Regions from separate parts of the Mus musculus genome. Here all the other regions are linked to region 3. A link is a contact called in public HiChIP or PLAC-seq and promoter capture Hi-C data. All regions are on one chromosome and are shown on one strand. The core of a region is the stretch at or near the end of the contact, and the rest is flanking DNA. Distances in the headings are between cores, read along the strand shown. Region 1 holds the start of Eif3c (eukaryotic translation initiation factor 3, subunit C). Region 2 holds the start of Tufm (Tu translation elongation factor, mitochondrial). Region 3 holds the start of Sephs2 (selenophosphate synthetase 2). Region 4 holds the start of Kat8 (K(lysine) acetyltransferase 8). Region 5 holds the start of Prss8 (protease, serine 8 (prostasin)). Region 6 holds the start of Apobr (apolipoprotein B receptor). Region 7 holds the start of Rabep2 (rabaptin, RAB GTPase binding effector protein 2).

Region 1 (3,403 bases), core at 358-2,857, 710 kb before region 3:
TAACAAAGGCCTGTATGAAAGGAACAGAGACCATTACCCTTCAGTCTTAGCTAGTGTTATTTCTCTTATCAGATGAGAACCGAGGCATGCATACCATCTTCTTCTCTGATCCTTGTTCTTCATACTCATCTTAAGCAGCTGCAACTCTAAATGAGGTCTCTTGTAAACCCTGACAGTATCTACAAGAATGTCCCCAAGAACAAGTAACAGAAGGCTTATAGACTGTATGAGACAACTGTCTAACAGCACATATGGCTACAAGTACCTAAGAAAGCAGCAGACAAAAGGCCCCCTAACTCTAACAAATGGGAAAAGCTCCAAGGAGCTGGTACCTAGCCAGATTCTAAAAAGAAACATTTCCCAAAATAGGAGAGGCCACTAGTTTTGGTGAATTCTAACACTCTCTTTGATTGTATTTTTTTCAATAATGGGTGAAAGCATTCAGTTAGCAACAGTGTCTCTATTATTTTCTTTCCATGGTATTAACTTTTCCTGACAATTTTTTTTTAATATGGGACAAGTGATAGTTTTTCCACTTTGGACAGTGTTATGCTATCGCAGTCACATGGATATGTCTGGATATTCATCTACAATTCTCTACAAGTCTCTGTGGAGCGCCGGGCGTGGTGGCGCACGCCTTTAATCCCAGCACTCGGGAGGCAGAGGCAGGCGGATTTCTGAGTTCGAGGCCAGCCTGGTCTACAAAGTGAGTGCCAGGACAGCCAGGGCTACACAGAGAAACCCTGTCTTGAAAAACCAAAAAAAAAAAAAAAAAAAAAAAGTCTCTGTGGAGGTAAGTATGTCTTAAAACCCTTCAGGTACACAGCAAAAACAATGTTGTTTTGAGAACTGTTTCAAAGTTCAAAAAGTTTTAATTTACAGAGATCGAGAAAAAGACAGTAAATAAAGATGAACACAGCAGTGTTTAGCATTTGGCACGCAGAGCCAAACGACCGGATTTCAGGGCCAAACTAACCAAGCACTGAGGGTTTCCCTCCATGAGTACAAATCATAACGACTAAGCTTAGTGGGAAGATTTACGATACGGGGAGTTTCCGAAAGCCACAGTCAAGGGGCGGGAAGGGATGCGAGAGATGGAATGTGGGCAGGAGTTACGAGGCTGCAGACTTGGAGGCCTTAAGAGCTGATGCAATACTAAGCAACGGAAAACCTCTCCTCCTCCTCGGTACCGAGGACGCCGAGGGCTCCCCCAGCTCGCTGCGAGAGCTCCTTTCTCAGACGCGCCCAGCCCATGGCTCCGCTCGCCCACCCGAGCCCCCGCAGCCCGCCAAACCCGTCCCCTCCGCGCCCCCAGCTCACTGTTTGCCGTAGTTCCCGGAGACCGGTTTGGTGACGAGCTCCTCCCCGGACAGGGACGACTCCGACTCACTGTCCGAGCCGGTGGTGAAGAATCGCGACATGGCGACGGCGCTGAAGGGCTGAGGCGCTCGCGGCCGGAACCTGAGGAAACCCGCGGCGTCAGGGTTTGGGGGCAACCGCGGCTACCATCTCCCGACCCGGACCCCCGTTCCCGCCTGCACGGCCTCCCCCTTGCCCTCCACGGAGCACGAGGCCCAAGAGACACGAACCAGCTAAGCTGCCGAGTCCCTCTGAGCAGGTGAGACAGGCACGACGCCGGAAGAGGAAAAGGTTGGGGGGGCGTCACTTCCCGGAAGCACCAAAGAATGCGCTAAATAACTACAATTCCCAGTGGCCTTTGCGCTATACACGGCCTGGGACGAATTAGTAGCCGAGGTTCTAAATCTTATCTAAACTAAGACTGACTGGCTGCTCACTAGGACCGCCCGGACTAGGCTGCAAGACTGACAATATAGAATTTAGTAACCGCCCCATGGTGCACGTCTGTAATTCCCTACACTAGAAAGGGTGAAGCAGGAGGATCATGGGTTCAAGGCCAGACTGGGCCAAAAAAAAAGAAAAAAAAAAAAAAAAAAAAAAAAAGCTAAGCTCTGAAGCCTGCGGAGGTGGCTCAACACCTTTAATCCCAGCGCTCAGGAGGCAGAAACAAGTGGATCTCTGAGTTCGAGGCCAGCCTGGTCTCCAGAGCGAGTTCCAGGACAGCCAAGAGAAACTATGTCTCGAAAAAAAAAACAAAAAACAAAAAAAAAAAACAAAAAAACAAAAAGTATTCTGGCCGCCCATCTTAACTTCAGAGTAAGAATCTAAGGGCTGGTGTCAGCTTGATGCCGATGTCCTGCGAGGTTTTGGAGGAGTGTCGTTGTTGTCATTTTGTTTTGTTTTGTTTTGTTTTAGAAAAGGATTTTAAAAATACGGAACGCTTTACAAATTTGTGTGACATCTTTGTGCAGGGGCCATACTAATCTTACCTTATCTTTCCAATTTTAATATATATGCTTCAGAAGAGAGCATGGTTTCTCAGGTTTAAGCAAACTTCATAGATCTTGAGTGTTGGAATCCTGTCTTTACCGTTTTCTTAGGCAAACTTTCTAACTTCTAATCTCTCTCTGCTCTTCTCCCTGTGCTACAAACAAAGGGGAATAATAGCACTTGTTCATTTGATATTAGGAAAATAAAATGAGAACATATGATGTGTGTGGGACAGTACCTTGTGCAGAATGAGCATATACTAGCTAGCCACTGGACCCACGAGGTGTTTCAGATGAAAAAGCACTTGTCACCAAGCGTAAGAACTTGAGTTAGTTCCCTATGGCCACAGAATAGAAAAAACAACTCCTGATAGTTGTCTTCTGACCACCTCCCCTGACTACCACCCTACCACCTCCCACCTCCCCCAATTCCTAGTGGCCTTTGCAACATACAAGGCCTAGATTTTTGTAGTACTGGGTATGGAACCCAGGGTCTAGATCCATACTAGGCAAGCATTTCACCAACTGATGTCTGGGGTGCCCAAAAATAAACAGTGAAGTATAATTCTAGCAAAATGGCACTGTTGGGTGGGTTTTATATAAAGACGGCCTTGAGGTCAGAGGCCTGAGGCTTCACCTTAGCCTGCTAGCCTGCTGGCAGTGTATGCATGTCTGTGTGCCTACCTCAGCGTGGCCCCAGTGCCAGTCTCTTGTGTATGCATGTTGCCTGCCAGAGTTCAGCTTCCAGGATTAGGTCCGTTTTTGTTGCTATGAAGAAACCATGCAAAAGCAAAGCAACGTATAGAAGAAAGACCTCACTGGGGATTACAGTTTCAGAGGATGAGTCCATGATCAACCGGGCAGGGACATGACAGCAGCCATGGCGCCAGAGCAGAAGCTGAGAGATGACACAGAAAGAGGCAGAGGGGGAGAGACACACAGAGAGAACTGGGAAGAGTGTGGGATCCAGACATACACCTCCTCCAAGGCCACACCTATTTTTTTCTGTTTTCTTTTTTTCCAAGACAGGGTTTCTCTTTATAACCTCAGCTGTC
Region 2 (3,408 bases), core at 809-3,308, 790 kb before region 3:
AGAGCACTGACTGCTCTTCCAGAGGTCCTGAGTTCAATTCCAGCAACCACATGGTGGCTCATAACCATCTGTAATGGAATCCAATGCACTCTTCTGGTGTGTGTCTGAAGACAGCTACAGTGGACTCATATAAATAAAAATAGATAAATTAAAAAAAAAACCCAAGAGGTGGAGGATGACCTTGAACCTTGACCCCGAGTGCTGGGATTCCATGCTGCCCCCACGCTGGGTTTAAACCTAGTCCTGGAAGTGTCTAGCCTCTGTACAGTCTTATCTAGGCCTAGTGCCTTCAACCTCTGAGGCTTACTTACTGATGAATAAACTCACCTCTTCATAGCTCTCTCTGAAGTCTGGCTGGCTAGTTCAACTTAACAGTTCTGGCTCAGACTCCTCATCAAGCTGACTGATTCACTCTGGCTTTTCTCAGTTTCTCCTGAATTGTTCTGCTTGGCCTCAAACTAACACTCTGGCAATCTGTTCTGGACTTCTGGCTCCTTCTCACTCTCTGGCTCCTTCTGTCTTCACTGTGTCTAGCTTGGTCTCTTTCTACAACCTGCTCCCTGTAAAACTGCCTCATTTCTTCTCTCCCCCCCCTTTTTTTTTTTGGTTTTGGTTTTTGGTTTTTTTCGAGGCAGGGTTTCTCTGTGTAGCCCTGGCTGTCCTGGAACTCACTTTGTAGACCAGGGTGGCCTCGAACTCAGAAATCCTCCTGCCTCTGCCTCCCAAGTGCTAGGATTAAAAAGGCCTGTGCCACCACTGCCCAGCCTGGATTCGTTAGATAAAAAAAAAAAAAAAAAAATCACAAAGACTGAGGGGAGTCTAGCACAAGATTCCAGTAACACTCTATTGTCCTTTATCTTTACCTTTTCAGAGTTTCAATCTGTGCTCAGGCCTTAGGACTGGACTTCCTGCTGCAGTGTCTTAAGTGCTGGGGTCACAAGTGTGTACCTGTATCTCCTTCCACTTGATTTTTAGAAGAGATGTGATGTAGCTTGCTTGTGCCTAGACATCTCTCTAGGGATGGAATGAGGGAATCTACAGCATTTGGAAAAGATACTGTCAATTAAGCTGATAGGGTAAATTTCAGAAAGAAAGACAGAGTTAAGAAGCTTCTATTATTTGTGAGAGTTGAAGAAGCTGTGCGAAAAGATGAATGTGACAGTTAAAAGTCATTACTATACTTACACTTATTCATTAGGGGGCTGGAGAGATGGCTCTGTGGTTTAGAGCACTGACTGCTCTCCCAAAGGTCCTGAGTTCAAATCCCAGCAACCACATGGTGGCTCACAACCATCCGTAATGAGATCTGATGTCCTCTTCTGGTGTGTCTGAAGACAGCTACAGTGTACTTACATAGAATAAATAAATCTTAAAAAAAAACAAAAACAAAAACCACTTATTCATTAGGGAACAAACATTTGCTGGGTATACAAAAGATTCAACTAACAGTAAAAAAAAAACTTCCTTTAATCCCAGCACTGAGACAGGAGATTTCTCTAGAGCTGGAAGACCAGCCTGGTCTACATAGGCCAGCCAAGGAGACCCTGTCTCGGAAGGTAGTGGGGAAGAAGGAAGAAAAAGGAAAGAAAACTGCTTGTCAAGCGTCCAAAGGACTATTGGGGGAGGAGGGTTTGACTTCAAAATGTTAGAAAGCACAGGATCCCTGCAAGAGATATGGGGGCAGTTATTTAATGGCCAAGGACTGGAACTCCCGGGACTCCATCCCTGACTCTCGTTAATTTTGCCTCTTACAGGCTGGGAGATCTTCTCTCTGGACCGAACCCAGGCGAAGCTAAAGCCTGTCACAAACTGACCCAAGCCCGCTGCCCTGGAAACCACAACACCCATAAGCCTTCGGGGGCGCTCGTGCATTATGGGGCGCTCCGCATTTTCCTCCTAAAGCGGCCCCCTCAGGCTGAACTGTGGAAATTCCCCATCGTCCCCCGCGAGACACCAGAAACCCCCTCTTCCGCTCCATGCCCGGATATCAGTGGCCGTGGCCATAGAAACTGTCTGCTAGAGGCTCCTAAACTCGCTGTCCGGACCCTCATTTCCGCCGGAAGTGATCTGCAGTCCCAAGTGCCCGTCCTTCCCTGCACGCGCGGGCCCCGGGTGCCTAGTTCCCGGTCCCGGTCACCGAGTACTACCACAATGGCGGCAGCCACTCTATTGCGAGCGACGCCCCGCTTCAGCGGTGAGGGGGCGGGTTGGACGCAGGCAGCCCGGAGTTGCGAGGGGCGCGGAGGGTAGCTGGGTTCGGATCCCTGACTCCCAAGTGCCTTTCCCCGCAGGTCTCTGCGCCAGCCCGACCCCATTTCTGCAAGGTCGGCTGCGGCCGCTGAAGGCTCCCGCATCACCCTTCTTGTGTCGCGGCCTAGCTGTGGAGGCCAAGAAGACTTATGTACGCGACAAGCCCCATGTGAATGTGGGTACCATCGGACATGTGGACCATGGCAAGACCACCCTGACTGCAGCCATCACGAAAAGTGAGTAGGGTTGGGTTGGGTTGGAGGCGTCGGGCAATGTCCTGTCAGCTGGAAGAGTCAGAACTAGAGCGTAGGGTGGGTGTCTTGTAGTCCGCTGAACTTTAGCATGGCTCCAAGAGACACTTGGGACGAAGGCTGGTGGGAAGATGCAGGAGACAGGTTTCCCTGTACAGGAAGAGCTCTGTGAGGCATAAAATGAAAACTGTGAATGGTTTCCATCCAGTGTAGAGTGGTCTGTAAAGAGATGCTGTCAGCGAAGAATTGGAAGCGTCTGTGATGAGCACACACCTTAGGAAATTCTCTCACTGTCTTACAAAGTTATCTTTCCTAGAATTACATTTGAGATTTCCTAGAATTGAGATTTAACAGAGATTTATCCTTCCAGATTGTTTCTGTATGAGGGGTTCAGGCGTGTGCCCCGAGCCTTGTCTGTAGCTCTGACCCTGAGTTGAGAGGTGTGTTCTCTTCCTCCGGTAGTTCTAGCCGAGGGAGGTGGAGCTAAGTTCAAGAAGTACGAGGAGATAGACAATGCCCCAGAGGAGCGAGCTCGGGGCATCACCATCAATGCAGCCCATGTGGAGTATAGCACTGCTGCCCGACACTATGCCCACACAGACTGTCCTGGTCATGCAGATTATGTTAAGGTGAGGGTTGCTGGGGACAGCCAGCACCTGCTTCCGTTCAGTGGAGGTGTGAGGGGGGGAGGTTATAAAATAGTGGCGGTGTTTGAATATAAGAACAAGGATTTGTGGCTGTGGGTGGTGAAGACATGGCAGAGAGATGGAGATCTTCACAGCTACTTCTCATTAGAGGATGCATGTTGAAGAGGTCCCTGAACTAAGCTGACCTTCTTCCTCTTCCACCCAGAATATGATCACAGGCACTGCCCCCCTGGATGGCTGTATCCTGGTGGTGGCAGCTA
Region 3 (3,301 bases), core at 707-3,206:
TCCAGAACAGGAAAAGAGGCAGTTTCTCAGAAAAAAATTAATAACAAATTTGACAATAAATCAGTAAGAGTTCTCCTAACAATTTAGATTTATCAATATATTGGTCCAAATAATTTTTCATGTTGCAGGTTTACTTTTCTCATATGTAATCTTAATAATCTTTACTCCCTGTGCAGAAATGAATCAACTCAGTGCAAAAAAAAAAAAAAAAAAAAATCCCTAAAACTGAAATAGCCTCCTCTTGCTTTGGGAAACGGGTTTTTGCTCCTCATGCTCTCAACAGATGAACACACATCCGCAGCGCCATTACTCACAGGCCTGGATGCACATACAGGAAGCTTTGGATGGGCCTGGAGGAACCATGCAAGCAGCCTTTGGAAAGGTCTTAAAATCAACCCTGGCCAGCAGTCCCTGAGCGGGTAGAATGGCTCCGAGTTCCCAACAACCGCTATTCCATTTCAAGAACTAGGCTCAGAGGCTGCGTTGGAATTATCAGGAGCAGCAGCAGCAGCAGCAGAGGCTCCCCGAGGTAGAACTTCAATAACGCGAGGCTTGTCAATGATCCGGGCTGTCCGGTTTCCCTTCTCCACGATGCCAACGATCCAAGCTTGGTGACCCTCTCCGTACTTGGAAGATTTGATTTCCGAACAAAAGCGGGCCGCCTGCTCTCTTGGCAGACAAATCAGTAATCCCCCAGAGGTTTCAGCTGACGTTCCTTGGAGGAGGCCAAAGCGCCCACTGGCTTTGCTGATCGCAGCCATCTTGGCAATTATTGGCAGATTATGTATGACAAAGGACACTTCATTTTTTTGCTGTTTTGCCAGGTTCTGAGAGTGTCCTAATATGCCAAAGCCTGTGATATCCGTGGCTGCGTGGGCATTAAAAGTGTGCATCAAGCCAGCAGCAGTCCTGTTTAGAGTAGCCATATTGAACATAGCTTCCTGATAGGCTAACTCTACTTCCTCTCTGGAAACCACCATCTTGATTTTATTCCATTTCTCAGGATTATCCAGCCATTGGTGGGCATTGGCAGCAACCTGGGTTCCTAAAGGTTTGGTTAATACCAGCACATCTCCTACCACGGCACTATCAGGCATTATGAATTCATTTTGCTGACACACCACCGTGGCAACGCCACCGATGATAATCCACGGGTTGACCACTGTCTGTCCACCGGTCACTGCAGTGCCTCCCTCCTCCGCAGCGTCACGAAAGCCTTTGATCATGAGCGGTGTCACCTTCTCTCGTTCCTTTTCACTCATGCTCTGGCTCACACTGAGTAACATCAACATGTTGTCACACTCAGTGATACCCATGGCATAGAGGTCACTGAGCACATTGGCACAAGCTATGCGCCCCATCATATAGGGATCTTCCACCAAGGGGTAAAAGAAGTCGGTGGTCTGCACCAGCGACAGGCCTCCGTGCCTCAGGGGGATGACGCAGGAGTCCATGCCAATGCTCAGCGAGGGGAAGGCTGAGCCGGGGCCGGGCCTGGTGGACAGGCCCCCTTCCTGCACCGTCTCTTCCTGGCCCCCGACCAGACCCGAGGTAAGCGGGGGCTGCAGCGCGGGCCGCGTCAGTCCCTCCAGGAGTTTGAGCAGGGTCTCCTGGGGGACCTTGCAGCCTCAGCCCTTCATGCCGGAGAAGCTCGTCAGCCGCCAGCTCGGGCTGAAGCCCAGTGTCTGGGGCTCGAACGGCCGGTAGTTGGAGAAACTCCGGCCGGCAGACCAGCCCGCCGGGCCCAAGGAACCTTCTGCGGCCACTAGCGCCGCCATGGTTTCTCCGCTGGCGCCCGCCGCCGCCGCTTCCGCCATCGCGCCGCTCGCCCGGGAGGCCGTGCGGACCAGAAGGCCCAGATACCTGCAGATGAGTCTCCCAGCCACAGCGGGCCAAGGTTACGCCAGGAGATGATCAACCACGCGAGCCGGACCGGAGGACTCGAGCCACGCTGCCTGTCGGAGCGCCGCGCGGCCTCTATTTATATACAGCGTGATTGACAGCTGCTCTATCCAATGACGATTCCCGTACCGAGAGGCGGGCTTCCTTTACTCAAAAAGGTGTATTACAAATTAACCGTCTGCTTGCACAACCGGTCCCCGCGAGATCATCACGTGAACCCCTTGTAACCGGCCTGGAACGCAGATCAGGATGGACTCGAACTCGAGTCCATCGATCTGTCTCAGCTTTCCAAGTGCTGTTATTACAGGTGGGAGCCACGTTACCCGTGCGTGTCTTGTCCCCTCCGCCCCCCTCCGCCCTGGGAACCTGGTCTTGGAGTTGGCTGGCAGAAGTCTGCTGTTTTTGGAATCATTTTACCAAAGAATAAATTACTTACGGAAGGAAGCTCTGGCACTGGGCTAGCCCCAAGGTCAGAACAGTCCTAGGGTCATTTGACAGGACACAAAGCTAATCTAGGCTAAGAAAATACTTTAAGGGGAGGTTTAGGGGAAGAAAGGGGACATCACAAAGTAAATACTATGATTGCATAAGCAAATTGCACAATTGATGTTGTGAAGTTTCACATGGACTTAAAAATTCTGCACAGGTTTGGGTACTGTTTTGGCCATTATCTGGCAGCAGTGAGTTGCATCTTCAGTGCAAGCTAATTTATTATTTATTTATGGCTACTCTGTGCTAAGATGTCTCTATTTCTTGAAGTTAATATATGTGAGAATTCAGATCCAGGCAGGGGGGTTTGCCAATGTCTACTGAAATTATAAATGCTAAACTCATAGTAGTGGCTTTATGCCTGTAATTCCACCATTTGAGAGACTGAGACTGTTAATTCCAGGCCAGCCTGTACTACATAGTACTACATAGTGAGTTCCAGGCCAGCCTGTTCTACAGCTTGCAACCCTAAACCAAATAAATGAATAGGTTTTTCCACTGTGTGATCCCAGTACTTGGAAAACTGTGGTAAGAAGACAATGATGTCCATTCTAGCCTGGGCTCCACAGTGAGATCTTGTCTCAAAAAGCCTAAAATAGGTGCTGGAGAGGTAGGTAGGTGGTTAAGAGCGCCTGCTGTTCTTGCAAAGGACCTGGGTTCAGTTCCTGGAACTTACATGGTGGCTATCATCCGTAATTCCAGTTTCCAGGGGACCTGATGTCCCTCTTCTGGCTTCTGAGAGCACCAGGAACACACAGTTCCCTGTCAAACATATAGCCAAAACACTCCTACACATACAAAATAAAAGTAAATGAATCTTTGTATTATTGCTGTCTTTGATGGTGCGTGTGGCTTTCCGGGGATGACTGTGTAGCTTGGCTCTCCCCAACCTTTACATGGATTCGTGGAA
Region 4 (3,001 bases), core at 341-2,840, 640 kb after region 3:
TTCCAGTAAGCCAGCTAAGGAGGAACTGGCTGGCATTATCATCCCTAAAAAACAAAGGTCTTACAGTGCTGCTTCTTTTCATCGACTAGTTCGCCCACAACGCAGTTCCTAAAGTAGTATGCACTGGGCAAGCTATTAAAGGTGTCCGGTGCCCCAATACAGTAATTAAGGAAAACACGTGTGTGTGTGTGTGTGTGTGTGTGTGTGTGTGTGTAGAAAGGTGAAGTTAAACAGCAAATTAGACATGTGTTACTCCAATTCATCTACCAATAAGTTTACCTTGAATGCTGCTATATAGCTTATATAAAGCTATGACTTAACCATATGTATATATGGTTTAACCTTTACTGAGTCTCAGAGAATTGGTATTCTGTACTTGGAGGAGTGTCACTACAGATTCTCCAGGCACTGTCTCCCTGCTCAAACCCTTCTTGGCTGGAGATGTTCAGTGGTAGTGTTTGCCTAACATTAATGAAGCTTCGGGTACAATCTCTAGCAGTGCATGAACCTGGTGTGGTGCCATCCTAACCTCAACATTTGAAAGGTGGAGGTTAGACAACCACTCAAGGTTCTCCCTGGCCACGCTCGAGGTTTTTTGTTTTTGTTTTTCAAAGATTTATTTATTTATTATATGTAAATACATGTACACTGTAGCTGTTTTTAGACACTCCAGAAGAGGGTGTCACATCTTGTTATGGATGGTTGTGAGCCACCATGGGGTCTTAACTCGGGACCTTCATAAGAGCAGTCAGTGCTCTTAACTGCTGAGCCATCTCTCCAGCCCCGCTACATGAAATTCTTAAGAGAAAAGAAGTTGCCGGGCAGTGGTGGTGCAGGCCTTTAATTCCAGCACATGGGAGGCAGGGGCAGGCAGATTTCTGGTCTACAGAGTGAGTTCCAGGACAACCAAGGCTACACAGCGAAACCCGGTCTTGAAAAAAAAAGAGAGAGAAAGAGTGAGTAAGTTTATTTTGAAGGTAGTTTATTTGGCACACCTGTTCTTTTCCTGTCTCAACTGGTTTTTGCTCCCACCCTGAGCGAGAGACGCAAATATAGAGTGGGTAGCATATAAAAAGCCCTGGGTTTTGGCCCCAAGCATCCCATAAAACTTAATTCAGTGATAGAGTACAACTGTAATCCCCAGGATACTGCTGCACGTTCAATGAATTTCAGGCTAGCCTCTGAGAACCTTTCTCAAGAAATAGGAATGCTCGCCTTTAATCCCAGCATTCGGGAACCCAAGGCAGGAGGAGCTAGGTCAGCAAGTGTGTAGGCAGCCCGGGCTATGTCACAACAAACAACTCCACAAAAATAGCTAAGTCCGGGTGTGGCGGTGCACGTCTTTAAATACCAGGACTCAAAAGGCAGAAGCAGGTGGATCTCGAGGCCAGTATGGTCTACATAGCGAGTTCCAGGTCAGTTAGGACTGTAATTAGACCCTGTCTCAAGTTGGGCCAATTTTTAGCAACAACAGCCACACGCAGTACGCACAAAACAAAACCTTGCCACGTCACAACCTCCCCACCTCCAACACGCAAGACTATGCCCGCCCCCACTGATCCGGAAATAAAAGCGGCTCTCTGGCCGGTCACTTCCGGCACAGCAATGGCGGCACAGGGAGCTACAGCTGCAGTTGCTGCAACAACTTCAGGAACTGTAGGGGAGGGAGAGCCCGGCCCGGGGGAAAATGCAGCAGTCGAGGGGCCTGCCCGGTCCCCGGGCCGGGTCTCTCCGCCGACTCCGGCGCGTGGCGAACCAGAAGTCACCGTGGAGATCGGAGAAACGTACCTGTGCCGGCGGCCGGATAGCACCTGGCGTGAGGGCGGGGCCCAGGGCCTAGGGGCGGGATTTAGGGAATGGGCATGGCCTAGGAATGGGCGCTCTGTGGGGCTGGGAGTCTTGGGGCCAGGGTGGTGACTCAGGTAAGAAGGCGGGATTTCGGGAGCTGAGAAGCCCACTTTGTAATTGGAGGTTGGAGTCAGGCCATGCTTGTTTTCACCTGTAAAGCCACCAGTCAGCTGAATACAGAGTTGGCCTGTGAACATTCACTCTGGTTCGATTTCAGGCTTCATTTTTTTTTTTTTTTGCTATATCTGTTCCTTCATTGGTGTTTTGTTGTCTGTCTTTACATTTCTCTTGCCCCCTCATCGCCAGCAAAGAGGACAGCCCAGTTCCTAAAAACACGTTTCCTTATCTTCCTTATCTTTTCTTCCTTTTCTTTCCCTCTTCAAAATAAACCTCAAGCTGCTGGCTTCAAAATAAACTCCGAGCTGAGATGGCTCAGGACATAAAGGTATTTGTCACCAAGTCTGGTGATTTGAGTTCTGTCCCCAGGACCCACATGGTAGAAGGAGACAATGATTCTTACTGTTTGCCCTCAGAATCCATATAAGAGTATCCCCCACCCCCTAATACGATAAATACATCTAATTTAAACGAATAAATGTCGGTCATGGTGGCATACACCTTTAATCCCAGCCCTGGGAAGGCTGTGAGTTTGAGGCCAGCCTGGTCTGCATAGCAAGTTCCAGAAGAGCCAGGACTACATAGAGAGACCTTGTCTCAAAACATAATTAAACTCCTTAGACTGGGTTTGTTTGTTTTTTGTTTTGTTTTTTGTTTTTTCGAGACAGGGTTTCTCTGTGTAGCCCTGGCTGTCCTGGAACTCACTCTGTAGACCAGGCTGGCCTCGAACTCAGAAGAAATCCGCCTGCCTCTGCCTCCCAAGTGCTGGGATTAAAGGTGTCTGAGACCTTTCCAGTTTCTAGGCACTTCTAGTAAGGGCTATTGCCAGACCAATCTTGCTCTGCCCGCCAAAACTATGTGTTTATGTGCCTTTTATCACCTGCTCTTGCTATAAGTAATCTCATGTCTTCCTGGCTAGCTCTTACTCATCTCTTAATTTTTGTTTTTTAAAAAGTTATTTATTTATTTTTTATTATTATTTTTAAAATTTATTTATTTATTACATGTAAGTACACTGTAGCTGTCCTCAGACTCT
Region 5 (3,055 bases), core at 30-2,529, 660 kb after region 3:
GGGCCCTCTCCACAGAGTCCAGGCTGGCTGACACCTGTTCTCATGCCTATGACTGTTCCAACTGCACCAACCTGAGCGTTACCTAGAGACACACCTGTTTCCACCCTCTCCCCATCTGCTGAGCACAGGAGAACTAGGGGTGTGATTGAACATTGCAAGGAAATTGGATTCCTCAGGTTGGGGACCTGAGCCGCTCCCCCCACCCCCCAAGCTAGCAGTAGGCAGAGAAAACACCTAGCTAGATTCTTCCTTCATTCCCTCACAATCCTGACAATGGCTACTACTCAGACTGCAGCTGAGGCGCATCTAGGCTCCAAGGGGCTTTCACTTCCCAATCTCCCGGTCTTCCTCACAGCCCTAGAAGAACAGAACTGAACAGCTTTTCAAGGCAAAGAAACTGGAGCTTTGAAAGATAAGGAGACAAGGCTACTAGATAGTTATGCTCAGACCGGAAACCAGTCTACACTGGAGCTGATCTTCTCAGAGCCACCTCCCCTACCCACACTGAGAGTCAGGCTTCGATTATGCCCGCGGACAGCTCACTGCATCTCTTTACCTCAGTTTCCTCATAAAACAAGAGCCAAGATTCCATACACTCAGAGCTGTTGGGACACTTAGTGTGGCTAAGTGCAAGCCCAGCTAGGCGACAAGTGTTCCTACAACCCGCCAGGGGACACCGAGCCGCTGTGCCCTCACTCCCCCAACTCCCGCAGAAAGCCTCACCTTCAGTCCCGTCAGCTCCTGGAGGGAAAGAAAGAGAGAGGAGTTGGCAGGGAGGCCTGAGTCCCCAGAGCCCTTCACGCCAACCGCTTCCCCATAGGGTGATTCCTTGTTTGGGGGACTAACAAGAGAAGAGGGGAAGACGGTAGGAACACGGAGATTCGCGAATTCAGTCTACACGGGGACCAGCCTGCTCTCACCGGGGCTCCTTCTCCAACCCTCCCTCCCGCGGATCCATACTTACGGATTCCCGACTGGAGCAATCCGAGAAGGAGCAGAATGGTCACAGCTTCCAGCTGCCCAAGTCCCAGGCCCACCCTTAGGGCCATGGCCTAGGACAAGGGCCCCCCGAAGGAGCCCCTAGGTAGAAAGGGAAGAACCAGAAGGCTGGTTTTGAAGGCAGGATCTAGGTGTGGGATCAGAGTGAGGAATCCCAGGATCTAGGCTGGGAAGGTGAAGCAGGCTTCTCGGCAGAAAATGGCCAGGGGGAAGACGGGACACACCTTTAGTCTCTCTGCAGTGACCAGCGTGGACCTGTTCTGCCTTACAATTTGGTCAACAGAGACCTCTCCAGGCACTTCAGGAGCCAACCACCTGTGGGCTCCTCCCTCAGCCACGCCCTCCTCCTCCTCCTCGGAAAGCAGGCTTTTTTTTTTCCTGCTTCTGGCCTCTGTGGTCCTTTCCTGGATCCTTTCGCAGTGGGTGCTTTTGATACAGGAAAACTGATCCTGGACAGTCAGAAAGCAGTCCCAGGCAGGACTGGGAACCCTAAGGGCCAGCCAAGTACCCCAGGTCTTATTGGTCACTCAGTTATCACCCCCCCTCCCCCCACTCCTAGTCCCCTCTTCCCCGACAACCTGGCCTGGTCTAGACCTTATTAAGGTAGGGCCACAGCCGCTGCTCAGCCCTTCCCATCCCTCCTCAGGCCAGGTATCTAAAACTAGCATGGGGGAATGCCCCAGGCCAAAGCCATTCGTGGCAGGCCCTCTGTAGAAACACCTTCCTGCAGGTGTTGAGCACGGCTGGCTATTGACAATCATCCGGTAAGTATTTGCTAAGTACCTATCTGTGCACCCGGCACAAGTGGCAGACTGTACCATCTATGACCTCCTTAAGATGATGATGAAGTGGGGATGTCAGACTCGAATCAAGTAACAAAAGGCAATTATTGATTAATCATTTCAAATTAGGAGCTGTGATATAGACCCAATTAGTGGGACTCTCAACTGCACAGTAGCTGCAGGGCTCGTGGAAGAACAACGCTGGGAACCAAATCCTCAGAGGGCATGGAAAGATGCCAACCAAACAACACTGGCAAAGTTAGGCCAGGTGTGGTGGCACGTGTCTTTAAAGCCAGTTGTGCTTTGTCCCACGGAGGCACAGGCAGGCAGATGTCTGTGAGTTTGAGGCTAGACTGGTCTACATAGCAAATTCTAGGATAGCCAAGGCTACATAGAGAAAAATCTCTAAAAAAAAAAAAAAAAAAAGCCGGATGTGGTGGCACACTCCTTTAATCCCAGCAGCACTCAGGAGGCAGAGGCAGGGGGATTTCTGAGTTCGAGGCCAGCCTGGTCTACAAAGTGAGTTCCAGGACAGCCAGGGCTATACCGAGAAACCCTGTCTTGGAAAAAAAAAAGAATAAATAAATAAATAAATAAAGACAAAGCCGGGGTGTTGTGAAGTAGGTAGGGTAGGAGTTCAGGGAAAGGCCTAGGGAAGGCTCGGTGGTAAAGCAATTCCCACGTGCAGGCCCATAAAAACCCAGGTTCCGATCCCTGGCTTTCTGTAAAGTGTGAGTGTGGCGGTTCACAGCTGCAACCCCAGGACAGTCCTGGGTGGGAGTCAGCAGACCCTGGGGCTTTGCTGCCCAGCCAGTCTAGGCGAACCAGCAAGGTCCAGGTTCATGAAACCCTGCCTCAAGACAGGCTGGAGAGCAGCAGCCTCAGAGTTTGCTTGTGCTGGTGCATGCATGTGTGTGTACACATGAGTAACAGGGCACAGGAGTTCACAGAAAGGCAGCCCGTGTGCCGGCCGTCTGTGGGTATGGATATGGGTTAGGTTTAAGCTGAGGAAAAACTGACCCTTACTTCCTCTGCTGTCTGCAGCTGGATTCCAGCCCAGCCCTGGGTCGGAGAATTCCTGGAGGGGGTGAATCAGAGGGAGGGAGGGGCAAGACTCTGGGAGTCACGTGCGGTGCGTTTAGGGAAAGGAAGGGGCAGATTCAGTGTGGGGCATAGAGAGCAGGTGGCTGTACTCACTTCCTTGAGTCTTGGAGAATATTCACTGTGGTACCCAACAGAGAAAGAAAAGAAAGCCTTTAACCACATCTCCCCTT
Region 6 (3,018 bases), core at 329-2,828, 690 kb before region 3:
GCCTTTGGACTTCTCAAACTTCGGAGAATAAAAGAAGGAGAGTTCGAGAGAACGCTGGAAGCACTGATTTTGAATTGGAGTCGAAGGGAGCCACAAGTAGAGCCATGAAAAGCGGCGCTCTAGACGCCGACCAAATCTGCCAGTACTAGTCATGGCGCGGAAGGCTTCAGCTTCTTTCCTGCAGCTCTTACTTGCCTGAAACAATTATGGCTACTTTGCTGCGGATGTCCCACTACCCCACCCAACGTCCCAAGGACAAGTTCTGCTTGAGCGCAAAGGCGACCAGCCTCAAGTGTTATCTGTTGTCCTTACAGACCTATTGTAAAGACCTATAATAAGCATCTGGGAAGTAGCTGAGAGTAGATCGATTAAAAATAAACACCCACAAAACAGCATTCTATGAATTATCTGTGGCAATATTCACGATGTTACGGTTAAATCCCCTTTGCCTTACTATCCTAGAACAACAAATACCACGAAAGTTGTCCAACCCCTGGTTTTACAAGAGAAAACCAAGGTCCCTCCGCCCCACTGTGCAACAGAGGCTAGACTTTTAGCTGACTTCAGAGACTCAGCAGTAAGAAATAGAGCAAAGGTGCTAAGTTCACTGAGAAAGCTGCTATGGGTGTTTTTCCTGGTCTGTGATGTCAGCCGTTTGTCCTAATTGGAAGTTAGGAGAATGAGGCTGAGAGGATAGTTGGAATGTGTCACCTCACAGTTCCAAATAAGGAGTCCTTCCCTTACCTTCCACTCGATGGCAGGGCAGCATCTTGACCATTCTTCATCAAGCCTATTCCTCTGCTATGGATTCCAGCAGCCTCTGCCCACTTCTCCCGGGTCTTTTCAACCACCTGTCATTAAGATTTGCCGTTTGAAATATGCCCTCCTGTGGTGTTCTTCCTAGATCACTCAAACAGTGAGAAAAAGGATCCTCCTACCCAAACGAGTCTCTAGAAATTCTGCAGCCTCTGTCCTTAAGGAACTCACAGTAAGCTGTGAGGACACATGACCACAGTACAAGAATAACCATAGGTGAGGGTGTGGGCATTGAGCACCAATCCAGACCTTTCATCCCCAGAAAAATCTTAATGGCGTTGAAAATGGGAACCCAGAACTTCCAGTGGCCTTATCCTCACTTCTACAGCTTCTCCCCCAAATAAATCAGGAACCACAAACCCTAGCTTCCTCTCACTGAAGGCTGTGGCTTGGAGGAGGCGGAAATGGCTGAGGTGCGAATACAAGACCTGAGTCACTCAGGCTGCACTTGCCGAATGCCCCCTCCCCCATACCCAATTCTGAGGTCTCCTGTTTCCACTTTTTTTTTCCCTTTCCCCTTTCTGGCCCGATCCTCTGCCCTTTAGTTCCAGATGTGCACCCGAGTCTGAGTCACCTGGACACTGTTAAGCCATCCCCCTGCCTGTCATGAAGTCATCCATGAGCAGGGGGGAGGTGCACAGGGCCTGGGGTGGAGATTTGTCAGGGAGAGTCAGGGGAAGAGGAAGTGTCTTGGGTGCTGGGGAGGACTTCGTGGGTGGGGACGGATGGTCATTGTGAGCTTTCTGGACACACAGAGACCTGCAGGATGGATTTTCTCCGGCTTCGTCTCCCTGGGCTACATCAGGCTTTGAGGGGAGCACTGGTGAGAGGGGCAGAGAGATACCCGAAACTTCCACCATTCCTCGTAGTCTCACCTTTCCTCTCCCTTACAGCCTCTCCTGAAGCCTGAGCTCCCTTTCCTACAGTCAGCCAGACTCCTAGCCCAGTCCTTCCTGGGTTTCAATCTCCTGCCTCTACAAGTGTACCCACTTATTCAAGCTAGGCCTTGTCGGGGTCCCTTAGCAGACGTCCAGATCCCTGATTCTTACCTGGGCTTTGTTAACAGTGTACTCCTGGGGAAGTGGTTAGACCTCCCCTGAGTGCCTTCACTCTTCTTTCTTCTCTTCTAGGACTCCTTCAGTGCGTTTGTGTCCTACCTCGTAGGAGACACAGTCCCCACAGTAGAGAGGCAGACACAGGCAGCTGAGGAACTGGGAGAGGTGACTGAGGGGAAGGTTGTAGGAGAGGAAGCCCAGGAGGTACTGGAGGGACTTAGAAGTGGCCAGAGTGAGGGGGTAGAAGCACCCGAAGAGACTAGAAGATGCCAAGAAGGAAGTTTAGCTGGTGAACAGACCTGGGGGTGGAGAGCAGATAGCTCTGCAAGGCCCCAAGCAGAAAGGCAGGACACTGGGTCCTGGAAGGCAGCTGAGGATGCCAGGGGCCAGGAGCCAAGTGTCCCACTGAAGCCTGAGGCAGAGCCTGGGACTCACAGAGACAGGAGCAGTAATACAGCCCAGGAGATCTGGGAGCACGGTGAAGAGGAAGCAAGCAGTGGGGAGCCTCTGAGAACCTGTGAACAGAAGGAAGAAGAGGAGGAGGTGGTCAGAGCAGCAGAGTCAGGGATGGCCGAGGGGGTGGAGTCACAGCCAACCTGGCACAGCGAGCCTGGGGGGAATGCTGGCACTGAGGGGCAGCATGTGACAGAGGACAGCAAAGAGATAGACTGGGTGGCCAAAGACATGGTTGCAGAAATCGAATGGTTTGGTGCCAAAGGGATTGACAAGGAAGAGGAGAGGATGGTCCCAATGAGGGATGGTGAAAGGGCAAGGGCACAGGGGACACAATGCCCCGGGGCCGAGTCTGAGGACCAGGCCATGTTGAGTAGAGAGGCCTGGACAGTCTCAGACAGGGAGGGGGCTGATAGCCTAGGAGTTCAGGGAACAGAATACGGGTCAGACCCAGGAGACAACTTCCCAGGAACTACTGGGAGAGTCTGGGTCCTAGAAGAGGCTGACAAGGGAGACCAGCAGGATGAGGTCGACGAGAAGAGAGAGGCTGAAGTTAGGTTTCCGATCCAGACCCTGGAGGCTGAGAGAACTGGAGAGATGACTGAAGGCCACATAGCTGAAGAGGAGGCTATGGGAGAACAGGAAACAGAGGGCAGCTTTGAGGATGAGGAGAGGCAAGACTTAGCCATCAGGG
Region 7 (3,505 bases), core at 287-2,786, 850 kb before region 3:
GGAAATCTGCTTTGCTGTGGGTGCTGAAGCTGTAAACGATGTCATCGGGCTCCCACAGCAAATACTTTTACCCACAATGTAGTCCCTCAATGGCATCCCGCAAAAGATGTCAAAGCGGCAGTCAACCCCAGCCACAATAAAATGCCCTCGCAGAAGCTATCAAAAATGCCAGCTCCTGTCAAAATGGTGGCAGGGAGGAGGCCTTCTCAGCCTGCAGCCATCACAGGAGCTGTCCACTCGGATGCATTTCCTTACCCCCGCCCCCACCTCAGCAGGAGCTGTCCACGGTGGTAACGCCTTTCCTGCCTCGGCCTACACTCTTGGTGAATTACTACAGCAGGAGCTCTCCAGCCTCGCCAGCGGCCCTACAGAGGTGGTGCCTCAGTAAAAGCCGGCTGTGGCCAGGAAGGACTTCCTACCTTAACCCATAGCCTAGATGCAGGAAAAAAGGAAGGCGGGGGGGGGGGGGGGGGGAGTCAACAATCCTTAAGCAGGGAAACCCACCAATCTCTGGGCTTCCCGCAAAACCCCACCAATCCCTGAGCTCCCCAAAGTCAGGACTTGAAATCCCACCAATCCTTAATCTGGAACTCTCTGCCCTGAAAAGCTCCACCCCTAAGAAATCCTATCTAAGCTCTGCCCTCTATTTAATTCCGTGCTGTCTGCTCCTGGGAACAGAGGGCAGCCACCCCTGGATTTGTTCTTCACACCCAGGACCCTCCAATAAATCTCTTTCATGAGATTTTTCAAGGCAGGATCATATCAGCATCCAAGCAGACATTATGCAGAAGGAGCTGAGAGTTCAACATTTTGTTCTGAAGACAGAAGACTGGCTCCCAGGCAGCCGGGGGTGGGGGTCGGGAGGGAGTCTTAAAACCCACACCCACAGTGACATACTTTCTCCAAGAAGGCCATACCCACTCCAACAAAACCACACCTCCAAATAGTGCCACTCCCTGGGCCAAGCATTTTCAAACCACCACAGGCTGTCTGGGGATAATCTGTAGTGGGCTCCCTCTAACACTAAAAGCCCACCAGTAGGCACATAGGAGGAGGAGATAAGGGTTATCTTGCTAGTTCAGGCGTGATGGGTACTACGATTGGGTGTTAGTGCTGGAGAAATGAGGAAGGCATCCTGGTATAAGTACACTGGTGTGCATTCCAAGGAGACCACAAAGAATCAAGGACTTCCAGGTTCAAAGTCTTTTATAGAAAACCGGTTTGGAGGCAGGGGGACCCAGGCTCTGTACTTGTTTGAATTGCTGTGACTCTCCAAAGCGAGAGGTCATACATAATGAGAGATTGACCCAGACCCAGGCTGAAAGATTTACAGCCCTGGGAGTGGAGAAAGAGATTTGCAGGAAGCCATATGAAAATGGGATTGGAGACACGTAGATTTCGCACCTCTGCCACTGACTGCGCCAAGCTTCAGAACGCCAACCCAGCCCTGGCCCGCGGGGCGGAGATGCTGGGCGGGCCGGGCACACTTCGCAGTAACGCGAGTCGGGTTACGGCGGAAGGGCGGCCGGGCGGAGGGAAGGAGGAGGCCGCGCGCAGCGTCCTCTAGGACTAAGACCAGGCGTTCCAGGAGGTGGCCTCGAGTGGAGCCTCAGCAGATCCTCAGCACCAGAGAAGACTACCGCAGACCCGAAGCCCTCGGAGCTTCCAGGGAGCGCGGGAGCGCGGGGGCGGTCCCACGAGGCTGCAAGAAAGGCGGGATCCAGGCCGCGCGTCCACTCGAGTGCAGTCGGCGTCTCTTGACCATCCCGCCCTCCCACCCCCCGCGGCCCCTGCAGAGCCGATCCGGAAACAGCCGAGCGGATCCGGAAACAGCCGAGCGGACCCGGAAGCGGGAGTGCCATCACCAGTGAGTGCGGGAATCCGCCGTTTGGGCTGAGACGATGGCAGCTGCGCCAGCAACCCTAGGTGAGAATCGGGGGCACCGGCGGCCAGGAATCGGTGCGGGAGTTGCGCCGCTGCGCACGTGGGGAGCAGGGGGCTGGGGGCGGAGCCGAATGCGACTGCTGGCGGCAGCCGGCCAGCGCGGAGGCTCGGGAAGGGGGCGGGGCACAGCGCCCACCGGGGTGGGCGTGGCCTACACGGTGGGTGTGTCTGTGGGTGGGGCAGGTAAGGGGGCGAGGCGGGGCCACTGGAAGGGATTGGACGGTCGAGCCAAGTTAGTTGGGACTCCGGGAGGGGCAGGACCAGGGGAATGGGATGAGGTCCTTGTAGATGGAGAGTAGGACTGGGTTACTGGACTGCTGGGTGGCCTGAGGTGTTAGGAGATCGGCAAGCCGTGGGAATAAATCTTGGTCACTGTCCCCCCCACTCCCCGCTCCCCACAGCGCTGGATCCCCAGCCCCAAGAGAAGCAAAAGGATGCATCCGAGTCAAGTGAGCTCAGTCGGCTTCGTGCCGAACTGGCCGGTGCCCTGGCAGAAATGGAAACCATGAAGGCTGTAGCTGAGGTGAGCGAGAGCACCAAGGCGGAGGCAGTGGCTGCAGTGCAGAGACAGTGCCAAGAGGAGGTGGCCTCCCTGCAGGCCATCCTGAAAGGTGAGGCACCCGCTCCCAACACAACCCACCCGACAGCCTGTCTGCCTGCGCCCCTCTAGCAGGGAATGCAGGGCGAGGAGGGCTTCAGATGAGCTTCAGGTAGCTCAACAGAGAAAAGACTGTGTCCCAGAACCTGAGTGCCCCTTTCTATTTTGCAGAGAAACACCACAAGTGTTGTCAGCAACTCTTGTCAGTCACAGCTAAGTGTAGCAATCATCTTTACCCATGATACCCATGGGTATCATTTCTTGTTCTTGCTGACATAAGATCAGCCCAGAATACGAGCCAGAAACTTCGCATTTCTCTGAACCACCCTCATTTTCCTCTGGGCCTCGAGGCTCGAAACTCAGCCTGTTGTCTCTGAGCTTAGTCCTATGATTTCCCTTCCTTCCCAGGTATCCCTACAGCACCCTACACAAATACATGCATCTCCTTCCTTCTCCCCCTCTGTCTCATGGCCTCTGTGGATTGGGAGACACCAGCTTTCTTGGTCCCAGGTCCTCTGCCTTTTCCTGTTCTCCTCTGGGCAGAGGTTAGAGTGTCCTCAAGGATGTCAGACCTGCCCCTACTCTGTTTCCTGGCAGTAGTATTACTATGGCATGCTCTATTGGACTGCTGCTCCAGCCCCTCAGATCTCCCTCTATGGTCTGCCCTTGACCTTGGATTCCATAGTAAAGGGCCTGAAATTCCCTTCCCATCCTACCAGGCCTGGGAGTTTTATCTGTAATCCCAGCTCTGAAGGTTGGAGATTGGCATATCCCCAATAGCTTGCTGGCCAGCCAAGACAGAGCGCTCCAAAGTCAATAAGATACCTTATTGGGTCCAGGACAGCCAGGGCTATACAGAGAAACCCTGTCTCAAAAAAAAAAAAAAAAAAAAAAAAAAAAAAAAAAAGATACCTTATTGGAAAAAATAAGTTGGAGCAAGTAAGGAAGACACCTGATACTGAC

Evidence for each region. Promoter capture Hi-C pulls out the DNA fragments that hold promoters and counts their contacts. HiChIP or PLAC-seq counts read pairs in DNA pulled down with a chosen protein or histone mark. Capture Hi-C pulls out chosen DNA fragments and counts their contacts.
Region 1: a promoter capture Hi-C map of liver shows a contact between it and region 3, with 2.6 times the contacts expected there. The contact joins the promoter of Eif3c here to the promoter of Sephs2 in region 3. A contact is called at or near these places in 2 of 9 other capture datasets (adipose tissue and liver).
Region 2: a promoter capture Hi-C map of liver shows a contact between it and region 3, with 2.8 times the contacts expected there. The contact joins the promoter of Tufm here to the promoter of Sephs2 in region 3. A contact is called at or near these places in 2 of 115 datasets of contacts at active chromatin or transcription factors (kidney and pancreatic cancer cells) and 1 of 9 other capture datasets (liver).
Region 4: a contact with region 3 is called in a promoter capture Hi-C map of pancreatic islet. The contact joins the promoter of Kat8 here to the promoter of Sephs2 in region 3. A contact is called at or near these places in 2 of 39 promoter capture datasets (the C10 cell line and hematopoietic stem and progenitor cells), 1 of 484 Hi-C or Micro-C datasets (B cells), 1 of 115 datasets of contacts at active chromatin or transcription factors (microglia) and 1 of 9 other capture datasets (pancreatic islet).
Region 5: an H3K27ac HiChIP or PLAC-seq map of embryonic stem cells shows a contact between it and region 3, with 3 times the contacts expected there. The contact joins the promoter of Prss8 here to the promoter of Sephs2 in region 3. A contact is called at or near these places in 2 of 39 promoter capture datasets (embryonic stem cells and second pharyngeal arch cranial neural crest) and 1 of 115 datasets of contacts at active chromatin or transcription factors (embryonic stem cells).
Region 6: a promoter capture Hi-C map of liver shows a contact between it and region 3, with 2.4 times the contacts expected there. The contact joins the promoter of Apobr here to the promoter of Sephs2 in region 3. A contact is called at or near these places in 1 of 115 datasets of contacts at active chromatin or transcription factors (embryonic stem cells) and 2 of 9 other capture datasets (liver and pancreatic islet).
Region 7: a contact with region 3 is called in a promoter capture Hi-C map of liver, with 2.2 times the contacts expected there. The contact joins the promoter of Rabep2 here to the promoter of Sephs2 in region 3. A contact is called at or near these places in 4 of 39 promoter capture datasets (hippocampal neurons, liver, neutrophils and 1 more) and 1 of 115 datasets of contacts at active chromatin or transcription factors (bone marrow-derived macrophages).

The regions. Positions count from the first base shown.
Region 1 is chr7:126,564,759-126,568,161 of GRCm38.p6, forward strand. It overlaps Eif3c (eukaryotic translation initiation factor 3, subunit C), which reads right to left and starts at 1,608. Exons shown (of 21, transcript NM_146200.1): 1 at 1,590-1,608; 2 at 1,321-1,461; 3 at 1-10. The coding sequence starts at 1,421. It overlaps Gm25579 (a small nuclear RNA gene), which reads right to left and starts at 2,391; the gene lies at 2,286-2,391.
Region 2 is chr7:126,485,297-126,488,704 of GRCm38.p6, forward strand. It overlaps Tufm (Tu translation elongation factor, mitochondrial), which reads left to right and starts at 2,059. Exons shown (of 10, transcript NM_172745.3): 1 at 2,059-2,194; 2 at 2,292-2,486; 3 at 2,964-3,130; 4 at 3,354-3,408. The coding sequence starts at 2,152. It overlaps Gm46001 (a long non-coding RNA gene), which reads right to left and starts at 1,218. Exons shown (of 3, transcript XR_001778288.1): 1 at 1,186-1,218; 2 at 864-1,035.
Region 3 is chr7:127,272,103-127,275,403 of GRCm38.p6, forward strand. It overlaps Sephs2 (selenophosphate synthetase 2), which reads right to left and starts at 1,957. Exons shown (of 1, transcript NM_009266.3): 1 at 1-1,957. The coding sequence starts at 1,817. The coding sequence ends at 459.
Region 4 is chr7:127,910,927-127,913,927 of GRCm38.p6, forward strand. It overlaps Kat8 (K(lysine) acetyltransferase 8), which reads left to right and starts at 1,591. Exons shown (of 11, transcript NM_026370.2): 1 at 1,591-1,816. The coding sequence starts at 1,606.
Region 5 is chr7:127,928,834-127,931,888 of GRCm38.p6, forward strand. It overlaps Prss8 (protease, serine 8 (prostasin)), which reads right to left and starts at 1,280. Exons shown (of 6, transcript NM_133351.3): 1 at 965-1,280; 2 at 724-741. The coding sequence starts at 1,049.
Region 6 is chr7:126,583,430-126,586,447 of GRCm38.p6, forward strand. It overlaps Apobr (apolipoprotein B receptor), which reads left to right and starts at 1,579. Exons shown (of 4, transcript NM_138310.1): 1 at 1,579-1,639; 2 at 1,947-3,018. The coding sequence starts at 1,583. Cln3 (ceroid lipofuscinosis, neuronal 3, juvenile (Batten, Spielmeyer-Vogt disease)) reads right to left here and starts at 2,388. Exons shown (of 18, transcript NM_001146311.2): 1 at 1,866-2,388; 2 at 745-851; 3 at 1-18.
Region 7 is chr7:126,427,231-126,430,735 of GRCm38.p6, forward strand. Rabep2 (rabaptin, RAB GTPase binding effector protein 2) reads left to right here and starts at 1,537. Exons shown (of 13, transcript NM_030566.2): 1 at 1,537-1,926; 2 at 2,346-2,555. The coding sequence starts at 1,902.